Regions from separate parts of the Rattus norvegicus genome. Here region 2 is linked to region 1. The links are chromatin contacts, called in public Hi-C maps. All regions are on one chromosome and are shown on one strand. Each heading gives the region's core, a stretch centred on a gene start, on an enhancer-like site or on the middle of the called end of the contact. The rest is flanking DNA. Distances are from core to core; before and after follow the strand shown.

Region 1 (6,509 bases), core at 2,289-4,788:
GAATGCACACTTCTATTCAAACTGCCCTGGTGGGTCCCTGGCCCCTGGATCAATGCTGTATGTTATTCTAGGTTCCAAAAAGAAAATAATTTCTCTTTGGAAAATGTCATCAAAATATGGCAAAATAGGAAACAGCATTCATTAATAGCCATAAAACATAACCATGACTACTCGACTAACCAAAGCTATAGAGAATTCTTCTTTCCTTATGTGTAGTTCACCCCAAGATGGCAACACTGATCATTCAGAGGTGAAGTTTTCAATAAGCAAGCAATGAACGATTGTTAGACTATGGTTACACAGGCTGTAGGAGCTGTTGGTGATTTGTATACTCACATAGGTGAAAATCGGCATTCAGCCTCTTCTGCTCATGTGATATGATCACCGAGATGGTTTAAAATTAGAACTTGCTATTAGTTATTCCACTGTATCTCACAGAGGGGATTCTATACACCTCGTGTGTGTGTATCTACTCTGTGAGCTGAATTTGGTTGTTAAAGGAAGTCCAGCTTTTATGTCATGGAGCTGCGTCCAACAAACCGAAGCTTCTGGTTGCAGGCACTGACTCCTAAACCTTAGAAATACACCAGACCTGTCAGATTCAGAGACTGAGGAAAAGACATCAGGGAAGGTGTACATTTGCTGTTACCAACACTCACAGTAGAACGTGAAGTTGAAGCCTCAGTAGTGGATGCTTTCTAAGATAAATCTGCTGGTGGGACACCAACCTCTCCTCATTAACTCTCTTAGCTGTTTCTCTCTCTTCCCCGGGTTCTCATTGAGAGGAAATATTCATGGGACAGCTTTCAAAGAGAGGACAAGCCCATGGATATAATGAGATGATAATAGTTTGGACAGAGACATGCTAGTGCTACAGGGACTTTGGAGTGTGAGTGTTCCAGCATTCCATCCCAACTTTCTCATGGCTCTGGGGTTTAGCGTGTTTACATTTTGGTTGACAGCTTGGCTCCCATCACTAACTTTTGGTCTCTTTAGACATACATAAAACCCTAATGTTTTCATGTTCAGTTTTTAGGCTGCAAAAATCTGAGTTGTTGCTACAACATACACTTGAAATTGGCTGAGTTTGTATATCTAAAGGAATATGTATTTTCCCAAAAGTGTGAGTTAATCAGAATGCCTCTGACCCTTTCTAGCACGTAGAAATAGGCACTAATTTCCAGCACTAAGCAGTAGCCCCGCTGAAAACACTAGTTTTCTAAATACATAAGCGAACACTGAGCTGTTTCTCAAAAAAATTCCAAAATTATTGTATTATTTTCATTTACATCCATACATGCATCTACGAGATCATCTGTATGTGAGTACAGCTGCTCAGAGAGGCCAGGAGAGAGTGTTGAGTTCCCTGGAGCTGGAGTACAGGTAGTTGTAAGCTGCCCAAGATGGAGTCAAACTTGGGTCCTCTGCAAGAGCGGTACCCAGTATCAGTCAATGAGGAGCCTCTCCAGCTCGCGATACTCTTAAGTACAGAAAATTTCTCTAAGAATACGTGTTATTACAAAAACGGATTCAGACCACTCAGCTGAAATTACTAAACAAAAACAAAAACAAGACAAAAACAACAACCAAACCTGAGACATGTGCGTAAAAACTGAGGCGGCAGACAGGGAATGAGCACCACACTCTGACAGGAAGTGCATGCTGAGGATGAGTTCACCAAGCTGGCTGTGCAGGCTCCCAGGCTCCGATGGCCTCACAGCATCCTCTCTGATAACATTGACTATGCAAATACTGAGCGCGCAGACGCCTGGAGTGTAAGGCGAATGTGGGAATCCAACCCTCCCCGGAGCCTGCAAGGTGCACTGGCCAGCAGTGACACTGTAGTCAAGGTCTTAGATCAGTTTCAGGGTGCCATAAGATAGGTTTGAAAGAAATGAGGGGAAAGATGGTCAAAGGACAAAAAAAAAAAGGATTAAATTCTGAATATTAGAGCCCGTAGCAATGGCGTACTTTAAGCAGATTACATACTGCTAAGTGGACAATTTAGAAAGATAAAGGATATGTTGAAATTCTATGTTCTAAAATTAAGCGATCTGCCTGAAATCCCAAAGATACTGATCTAAAACAGACATGCTAAGCTGCAGCAGAAATGGGACTAAATATAACGATAGCGATAAAAACAATTATAGCACCGTTCTAATATTATAATCCACTATTTTACATATCTGATTTTAGTGTTTTCTTCAACATACACCAGACTAACCAACGGCAGCCAATTGCTCTCAGAAGTCATAAATAAAGCCAGCACAAAGAAGATTCTAGAAAGATGGTAGAGAAGGAAGGGCCAGAACTCGGTCTCCCACGCAGACCTCAGACCCCAGTGTCTGTTGGAGACGCGCTACGCCCAAGGAAAAGTTTTAGCAGCCCGGACTGTTAAAGGGCATGGAGGAAGGAAAATGATTTACCTTTTACTTCTTGGCCTTCCCTCTTGCCACTGAGTTAATGAAATGGAAATAGCCAAAAGATATTGCCATCCTTGCAAGGACTACGGGCCAATTCTGGCTACATTTCCCAGCATCCCTTGCAGCGACGAGGCTGCTGTCTCCGCAAGGGACTATACCCCACGTTCAGTCAGAAACTCCATGCTCAACCTTTGCTCATAATGATGGGGATGGTCAATTCTACCAGCTGGACACGATGTAGCATCACACAGAAGACAGACTTGAGTAAGTTTCTGGGGAAGCTATCTAGTCTCTGTTAACTGAGGCGGGGAGACTGTCCCTAAGTGATGCTTCACCATCCCATGGCCTCGGGGCTTAGGAAGTGAGCTGAGAAGCGGCATCCATCTCTCTCTCTCTGCTCCCCAACTGTCTGGAGCTCCTGCTCTTGACTGACAAGATGGACTGTACCCTTGAAGTGTCAGCAAAATAAACCAGGTCTAGCCTCCTTAGGCGGCCTTTGTCAGACAGTTCGCCACCGCAGTGAGAAGACAAATGAATGTAAGAGCTTTCATACAGAAGGCTGCATTCAGATCACATATTCTAACCACTGGGGCTGATGCCCCAGGGAGAGACGCATAGAATGCGGGAAGATTGGTTTCCTGACTCTTTCACTGACCAAGAGTGTCTGAGAAAAATGGATTGTGACCGGGTGACACGGTGAGATGCCGGGTTATGATTAACCAGTCCAGCCCCGGTGGCATAGCTAAGAGCGGACAGCCCCCTGATTAAACTACTGACTCCAGCATGACAGGGATCATTCACTAGAGCCTCGGCGGCTTGTCTCACCCCATCTCCACTCCACATCTGTTCACCCCACAAACAAACTCACTCTCACATCCTGAAGACGTTGTCTTCAGCTGACATTACGTATGGGAGCCCACAATCTCTTGCAGATGGCCTCTCGGAAACCCCGTAGCTACGCCACAGGTCACCACAGGAGCCGGGCATGAAGAAATGTTTTCAATGTCTTTCTTTCTCCCTGGCTCCTTCCTGTAAAACTCCCTGCAGAGGGGGGAGTTAAATGACCCAGCTCTGTCTCCATGAAAGCACGCATGGCTCACGAGCTACTTAGTATTCACAGGCCATCCCTCCTCCACCCAGCAAGACACACTTAACCAAATGACCTCATTCATCTTTACATGAGCCATGAGCCTTGATTTTTTTTTTTTTTTTGAGGCAAAACAACCACAGATGCTGTTCCTCCTATTTCGAAGATCAAGACATTAAGGGAGAAAATACAAAAGCTATAAAGAGCAACCATGACTTCATTCACAGGCAAAGCCTCTGGTCTAAGGCTGACTCTTGGCAGGGCCAGGCATTTGTGGCTAGTAATTGCATGGAAATAGGTGGCAAGGGGCCCTTGAGATGGCTCAGTGAGGGACTTGCCACCAAATGTGATGACCAGGGTTTGATACCTGCAAGCCATGTGATAGAAGGAGAGGACTGACTCCTGCCAATTGTCCTCTGATGACCACGAATGTGTCATGGCATGTATATGCCCACCCCAGGACAAACAAAAATAAATAAAACATAATAAAAACAAAGTGGGGGTTGGGGATTTAGCTCAGTGTTAGAGCGCTTGCCTAGGAAGCACAAGGCCCTGGGTTCAGTCCCCAGCTCCGAAAAAAAAAAAGAACAACAAAAAAACAAAAACAAAGTGAAGTGTTGAGAGTGTTAAGACCTGCAGAGCATACATATGCGCACACCAGCCTGTCTCATCCATGGCTCTTAAGTTTCTCCTGAAAATCAGCAGGATTGAGTCACACCCAGACTGTCTTCCTGAGTTCCAGGACACCTTGATTTTGTAAATGAGGAGTCAGGCACACTGCTGTTTGTGATGTCCTCACATCTTTCACGATGTCTTTGTTGTTGTTGACGTCTTCCTCTGCTCTCGTCCCTGGTCTCCCCTGCCCCCCACCTCTTCCTTTCCCAGCTAGTTCTTCTGTCATCATTTTACAAGTACTCTGTCCCTCAAAACTTCTACTTTGGGGATAGTTGGCTCCGCAGTTAGGAGGACTTGTCCTTCCAGAGGATCCGAATTTGGTTCCCACTGTCACCCTGGGTGATTCACAACCACCTGTAACTTGAGCTCCAGGAAATCCAAATCTCTCTTCTGGAATCTCCAGGCACTGACAGGCAGACAGACATATGTGTGTGTGTATGTGTGTGTGTGTGTGTGTGTGTGTGTAATTTATATACATACATGTATATGCATATATAAAAATTAGTTATGCATACATGCATATACATGCATGTGTGTATAATCTATACATACACACATATACGTATAATTTATTTACACATACACATGCATATATGCATATAATTTCGATGTAAAGACACATGTGCACACACAGGCATACACACATGCACACATACACATACACACATGCCCATGGCTGCACATTCACACACACACACACACACACACACACACACACACACACACCTTCTTTTCCCTGTCCATGGTTCCCTTTCTAGAACGTTTCATTACCTATACTTTCCCTCCCATAAAGACATATGCAAACATATAAAAATTAAATTGGACTTATAAATTAGAGAAACTATGATATTTGTCTTTCTGGGTCTGGGTTACTTCACTGAATATATTAAGTTTCAGTTTTACTCACATTTTTGTAAATGTCAGGCTTTCTCTTTCTCTTTTTGCATGTAAATATCAAACTATCAAGTTTAGGCAGCACATTTTTTCTTATCCATTCATCCATGTGGTGACACGTAGGCTGGTTCTGGGACTTAGCTATTGTGAACAGTGCAGTAATCACATCTCTGTACCATAAGTACCTCTGTGGTAGGACTCGGAGACCTGTCCCACTCCTCCTTTCAACCTTGTGTCTACAGTCACAAAGGGGGTACAGCAGAGGCACTAGTTCTGTGGTCCCTGTAAACTGAGTCACACTCAGGAGGCACAGAATCCCTCACTTTGTTTTGAGACCTTAAGCAGAAAATCGTATTCACTTATACGATAAATAGATTTAGGCATGGCCAAGTTTACAGAGATGTAGAAAAAGGGGGCCCGAGGAAGCAGATGTTGGGGATAAAGAGGAAAGTTTTCGTTTTATGAAAAATATGTGCTTTTCCTAAAAATGACATCATGGCCAAGACCCCTGGTCGATCAGGAAAGACAAAAGAGAGACAAGGGATGATGTTATAAAGTCTATGGTGTTAGTGGTTGAGAGACAGCTGGAGGTTTTGATGTGGGAAATGTCCCTCATTCTACTGACTGATATCACAGTGGACATGGTATTGGCATGAGGAGGTGACTGTGTTAACTACAGTTTAAATACAAAGACCATTATTACCTTGAACCCAGAGCCACACATCCTCCCCTTGCTTTTGGTAGAATGCTTCAGTCAGAAGTACACAATGATATCCACAATGACAGTGGTGATATCTGGTGTTGGCTAGTTAAGTTTCAGAGATGTCGGCAATCATTTGTGTACGGATATTTTGGTGTGTGTGTGTGTGTGTGTGTGTGTGTGTGTGTGTGTGTGCACTTACATGGCACTATTCTAAGAAAAGCGTTTTGAAGGGCAGAGAATACCTTGCAGGAGTCGATTTCCTTCTACCCTGTGGATCCCAGGGACTGAACTCGGGTAGGTGGGTTTGGCAGTAAGCGCCTTCACCCACTGAATCATCTCCCTGCTCCCAATCTTTGGCAGGTCCTGTGGTAAAAGTTTCTAGTCCATGCCTATAACCCTCAGAACAGTGATGTGATGTTCAAACACTTATCCCAATTTTACAGGTGAGGAAATGCCACCTCAAGGGTTTTAAGTAGCTTATCAGAGACCTCCCCAGTAAAGAGCAGCAGATCTGGAATTTAAACCATTGTGTACTGATCTAATGCTTTGCCAATTGGCCCCCTGTCACAAAGATTTTCTAAGCAAAACTCAATCGAAGTTATTTTTTTATACGAACGTTTTTCATTTTATTTCCCCAGCAATCACTCTTCTTGAAGCAACAACAGCCCAGATATGAGTCATCTCCTTAGTCCTTCACATGGAATTGGATGATACGTGTGATTGTATG
Region 2 (6,137 bases), core at 1,137-3,636, 370 kb after region 1:
CCAACTTCAATCAAAAGTTTCTCCTGTGGTTGTGCATGGCACTAGGAAACCAGAACCAGCACGAAGCACAATTTGGGGAAACATTTGGAAAAATTTAGCCAAATGAGTAAAAGGTTTGGAATGTTTGATATTTTTCGGCCAACCCTGAAGCTTATTGCTTTTGTCTCTTTGCGGAGAAAAAAAAAATGACCGTGGATATCCTTCTCCTATTTTAAACTTTGACCTTTTCTTTAAAGTAGTAGGCAGCATTCTGTACCAAGTTGCCCAAAGAGTTAATACTTAGGGCACCAGGCAGGAGGGCTAGTCTATTTAAGCAGTGGCAGCCCAAACTAACTGGGCACAAAGGCAGACAGCAAAGTGAGCCGACCTTGGAGGGGTAGGGCATAGCATAGAGTGATGGAAAAATGGGGGGAAAAGGAAAAAAAAAAAGGAGCACCAGCCTTTAATGCAATCCCAAGAGGCTGTTGTCCAGTTTGGTCCTCAAATGGGCATTGTCTGACGAGACAGAGTAAATGGGAGGTAACCTCAGCGTGAATCACCAACCCCTGATCGTGCCAGGGAACCCAGTGACAGCACACACTGCTCAACCGTGCCCTCCTTGCTTTCGCATGTGGAGTTACTGAGAAGATGGAGGGGTTAGGTTAATTCATGACGAAATCCGAGTATCCGATATGGTACTCCCCCCTCCAATCGAGTCCAATCGAATTGACAGATTGGAGCATGGAGCCCTCACCTCACCTCCTTCATGATTTAACTGCAGGATAAAAGTTCAGGGTCGGCACTGCCCCCTGCTCAGTTTTGTGGGTTTGCCTCTGGGGCCCCTAATGATCACTTAAGCACATGCTCATACAAAGCCCAAAGTCTTTAACCAATTCAAGTCCAATTATTATCAGTTACATTCCAAGCCTTTTTTTTTTTCAGACCCAGACTTCCTAGTAGTAACTGACAGGGTGGGGGGTGGGGGCCAGTCTAAAAGTAAAAACCGTGGGTGCTAAGCTTCCAGTTCTTTTAGCCCCTGGAGCATCTCCGTCATCCTTCACACAAAATAAAGACAGTCCAAACAAAACAACATGCTCAACAAACTCCGAAAAGACTTTCCTGGGTGCCCTGGAACCTCCTGGTGATCTTCTTTCCTACTGCACTAAGCCGTGAAAAGTTTAAGTGGCCCCCACCCCAGAGTGTTTTCTGCAAGGAAGGGGGAAAGGAAGGGAGGGGTGTTACCCCAATCTTTGAGATTCACACACAAAGAACAGCTCACTAGAAAAGCTCCTGAAACAATATTCTTGTCCCTGAGAACGTCTGCTGGGACCCCCTTTCTAAAAAATCCCTGCTCACCTGCAAAAGACTTCAACCATCTCAACAGCATATCTGCGGCTAAATAACAAAAGAACACTCCATTGAAAGTCCCCGTCTTTAAAGAGAAAGCTACACTCCGGGGCTTCCTCTCTCTTCTTCCTCTGGCTTGTTAACTCCATTCCTACTGTTAGTAATTTGAAAGAGGTCGGCCGAGGGGATGGGGGCGAGGGTGAGGGAAGGGTCCGTTTGCCATGCTCGCTCCGGAGGAGCGCCAGGCACCACGCTGTCTTCTGAAACCCGCGGGTCCAGCCATACCTTGGTTTGGAGGTACTGAGGATAGTAGTACGTGTACTGGGGGTACATTTGTGGCTGATCCAGGCGTTTGCCCATGTAGCTGGGATCTTTATCTCCGAGGCAGGAAACTGAGTAACAGGGTATATGAGCCTCCAGGCAGGCGAGCTTCTTTCTCTTAATCCACTGTCCCCGGCAGTCCGGGTGACTGCCGAGGCTCTGAGACTCCAGCACTCACTAGTTCCAACACCGTGAGGAATTTAAAACAACCAAAAAAAAAAAAAAAAAAAAAACCCAAAGCAAAGCAAAACAAAAGAACCAAAAGAAAAGAGAAAAAGAAAACAAAAACCAAAAATACCCCAAAGAGATGGGGGTTGAGATCCGTAGCGAAACCCCCAGACTGCTTCCCCAGTTTTTGCCTGCCTGGTTCCTCCCAGCTGCCCGGTCCAGTCCGGATGAAGCAGTTTGCTCTGTAACCAGCCTGTCTCTAGTGGTGTCAATCGCAGGCGCTTGTGAAGGCGAAGGAGGAGAAAAAAAAGAGAAAAAAAAAATCCTTTAGCACAACTCGGAATCCTTGCAGTTACAGCTCTCCGTCTCTCCCGTGTCTCTTTCCCACCACGGAAAAAAAATAAATTTTAATAAAAAGAAAAGAAAAGAAACAATGGGCAAACAGAAAAAGAAAGGAAAGGAAAAAACTGGGAAAAGAAGAAAAAGAAAAAGAAAAAAATAAAGAAAAGAAAAAGAAACCCGTGCAGGCTTAGTTGCTGCTGTCTGGTTCCCAGAGTGACATGGTGTGTTCCGGCTGGCCTTGCCCCTCTCTCACTCACTTCCCCTCCTTCCAGCCAGTGGGTGGAACTGAGAGTCTCTCCAGGGAGCCCGGCACGCAGTCCAGAGGCTGCGGTATTTCCTCCAAGGGGAAAAAAAAGAAGAAGAAAAAGAAAAAGAAGAAAATGGAAAGGGAGGAAGGAAAGAGGCTGCCACCTCTCCACTAGCTATCTGGAAAAGCACAGTGAGCAGAGTCTGCAGCCGAGCCGCGGGTGGAACCGAACCCCAGCCTGTCCGCGAAGTGCCTGGGTGGGGCATGGCCCAGCCCTCCCTGCCCCGCTCAGACCGAGCTCTCAAGCTCCGAAGCTGCCTTCTCCTCTCCAATCGCCAAGTTCCCAGAGGTGAGGCATGGCATTGCTGAACAAAACAGACCCTGCCCTGCGAGGGGAGCATGGGGAAAGGAGAAGTGTGTGTGTGTGTGTGTGTGTGTGTGTGTGTGTGTGTGTGTGTGTGTGTGTACACATCCATGCCAACCTTTCTAGTTAAGTGGGGAGAAAATTGTAGTCAAGGTTTTTCCAAAATCTGTTAACACATTAAAAGCCAGATGAACCCAGAACCTGAAGATGAAACCAGGGATGCTCTGGAGGATGCTCAAAAGAGGAGAAAAAGTGGAAAAGTGGGGATTCTCAGCTGGGTACCTCTGGGTACAAGGGGGTTGACTTAACTATCACAAATAATTGTTTTGTGGCCTTATCCATCTCTTAAAAATAAAATAAAAGTGATCCTTACTTTTATTTGCTTATTGGAGAATAAAATCTCTCTCTCTCTCTCTCTCTCTCTCTCTCTCTCTCTCTCTCTCTCTCTCTCCTTTCGTGGCTTTGTAAGTATTGCAAAAAAAATTGAACAAAAACTCATAATTACTTGTCAGAATCCCCCCCACCCCCAGTAATAATATTCTGACATGTCGATCAGCTGCTACATTATAATACAGATTGTTTCAGAGAAGATACATTTCCTTAAAGGGTTTCTCTGCAAGGCGGCGGCAAGGCTAAAATTAGCTGTGCCAGCTGTGCTTTGCTGGGAGTGCTCACGCATGCCCGGAGCGTGGGCAGCCAGCCTCTGTGCCTCTCCACTCCCCCAAGTCTGCTGAACACTCCAGCCGTCCTTTCAGATAAAAGACTCCAGGTACAAAGGCAGTTTCCTCACACGGAGGGAGGGAGAATTGAAATGCAATATGCAGGATGCCACCTCTGAGTAAGTCCTGCCCCTCATGGGGTAACAGCCTGGGTTCCTGGGCTCCAGGAAGCTGAGTTCTGAAATCTGTCTACCAACAGAAAGACAAGGACACAGGGAAATCGGGTTTTATGCCTATTCTCTCTCTCTCTCTCTCTCTCTCTCTCTCTCTCTCTCTCTCTCTCTCCCTCTGTGTGTGTGTGTCTGTCTGTCTGTCTGTCTGTCTGTCTCTGTTTTCTTTTTTAAAAGACAGCAGGCTCTCAGATACCCCAAGCTGCTCTTGAACTTGTATAAAACAGGATGACTTTGACTTCTGATCCTCCTGCCTTTGATTCCCCCAGTACTGGGCTCACAGGCATGAATTAATGTCCCAGGTTCCCGTGGGCACTGGCTGTTTAACCCAGGGCCCTGCCCATGCTAGCAAGCACTCTACTAACACAGCTATCTCTTGGTGACAAGAATGGGAACTTGAGTTGGAGGGTAGGCGTGGGAAACCTGAGGGCAGTGTCTTTGAAGCAAATCAAGCCAGTCTCACCCGTGCTCTAAAGGGGAAATTCTGGACCTCAGTTATCCCATCCACAAAATGGTCAAAGGACAGCAACAGAACCAGGCACAAAATCGAAACTAATCGCAAAGTCTTCTGGCCACATCTCCCTGCTCAGTGAAGCCCAGAGAGCTTGAGAGCTTGTCAAGACTCTAGGAATCTCACTGGTCCTTTCTGCTCGGAATCTGATTATAAATTCCACTCTTCACACTTCATGGTCCAGCTCTGAGTCGCACTGAGCTGAGGTCATGTTGGTAATGTGATCACCGAGCTCACACCTGGTTTTCTCTGTCAGCATGCCTATTGAAGCAGCTTTCCTTAAACCCTGGCTTCCCAAGGTGTAGTTGGTTTTCCCTGAGAGAAGACTCACAGGGATGCATTCTAAACTCAGAAGGGCGAGCCACATCCCCTATAGCCCTAAGAACTAGCATGGCGCCAGACACATGTTTGGAACACGCTTGAAGAACAAAACATTCTGAACCTAACAAACAATTGCCCCTCAGCTCATGGCGAGTGTTGGAGCATTTCCATTCTTTTGAAAGCCATCTGAAAAGTCACGCGTATTTATTGTATGTTGCACGTACGTATGTGTGTAGAGGTCAGGATACAGGCTCTGAGAGAGTTAGTTGGTTGTCTCTGCTCTAATGGGTAAGGTCTTTTGCTGAGATTGAACTCAGAGGGTCAGCCATGATGACAGTCACCATTAACCACTAAGCCATGTAACTATAGTCCATCTATTTCACTCTTTATCATGGCCTATTGACCCGGGTACAGGGAGTACAGAGACGCAGAGGTCAAGACCTGGTTCTTCTTTCACAGCAGAAAACCCAGTGAGGGGTATACACCAGAGAATAAATATGTGAGGTCAGAGGCCAGGAGTTGCTTGGTGTTGTGAGGAAACGTATAGCAAAGGGAGACATGGGCGTTGGGGTTTAGCTTAAAAAGCATCTCTAAGGAATTGCTCTCCTGGGGTTGGGGATTTAGCTCAGTGGTAGAGCGCTTGCCTAGTAAGCGCAAGGCCCTGGGTTTGGTTCTCAGCTCCGAAAAAAAAAAAAAAAAGAAAAAAAATTGCTCTCCTAAAAGGAGCCTTGAGGTATGAACCCAGTGCTGGGTTCTGGTGCTACTGGAGTGTTTAGTGCTCAAAGCCTTGGCTGGAGACCCTGTTCCTGCCTACCTCCTGGGCAGACTCCACGTGCCTCATTCCCCATTCTTCAGATGTTGCTCTCCACCTCCTGTAGTTCCTGAGGATCAGTTAAGATAAATGCCTGAAGAATCCGGGGATACCTTGAACACGCCATACATGTTCCACTAGATGCCAGCCTGAATCCTGAGGGTGGGGCGGAAGCAAGCCAACTAGAGGAGTCAGCAGACACAGGAAGCTTTCTGTATCTCAAGAGTGTGCTTTACCGCAGCCCAGAGGCTACCATGAAGCCATCAAGGGACAAAGATCTCAAGACAGGGGTGGAGGGGAGATTTCCAGCTAAGTCACCCTAGGTTTGAGGGGATGATTAATAGTGTCAACTTGACAGGACCTAGAATCACTTAGGAGATTATAAACCTCTAGGCATGTTTGTGAGGGACTCTTGAGTTAAAAAGACCCAAGCGAAACCTGGGTGTTGCCACGCCATTAGCTGGGCTCCTGGACTGAAGGAAAAAGGAGTGTGAGCTAGGTAGCAGTGGCCGTCTCTCTCCTCTGCTTCCTGACCGTGGACACTACATGATAACGAGCCTCCTTTTCCTGCCCTGATGCCTTCTTGCCATGATAGCGTGTAGCCTCTAACTGTGAGTAAAATAGACTCTTCCTTCTTTGAGCTGTCCTTGTCAGTTCTTTAGTGACAGCTAGGAGGAAAATCGCCAAACTTGGAACGGGATTGATGCGGACCGCTAAGCTGCTAACGGAGACTGTTGCAGTGGGATCCCATCCGAATCTTGCAACCCGAGAGTCAGGCACCTGCTTTAGGGCACTGTCATCCCACGTGACCCACCGGGCACCTTCACATCGGGCAGG

The links. A called contact is a pair of places that touch in the nucleus more often than the background predicts.
Region 2: a Hi-C map of Schwann cells shows a contact between it and region 1, with 5 times the contacts expected there. The contact joins the promoter of Rbms3 here to the enhancer-like site in region 1.

Annotation. Positions count from the first base shown.
Region 1 is chr8:125,499,818-125,506,326 of GRCr8, forward strand. All of the region lies in intron 4 of Rbms3 (RNA binding motif, single stranded interacting protein 3), which reads right to left. Among named protein-coding and RNA genes, the nearest start is that of Rbms3, 370 kb to the right of the region's middle. Within about 2 kb of position 3,539, at least 2 of the 93 cell types and tissues checked have an H3K27ac peak or open chromatin away from gene starts, as enhancers often do. A contact at or near this core is called in Schwann cells, where this site is marked.
Region 2 is chr8:125,866,576-125,872,712 of GRCr8, forward strand. It overlaps Rbms3 (RNA binding motif, single stranded interacting protein 3), which reads right to left and starts at 2,387. Exons shown (of 15, transcript NM_001401889.1): 1 at 1,612-2,387. The coding sequence starts at 1,686. It overlaps LOC102550774 (a long non-coding RNA gene), which reads left to right and starts at 2,617. Exons shown (of 4, transcript XR_356664.5): 1 at 2,617-2,753.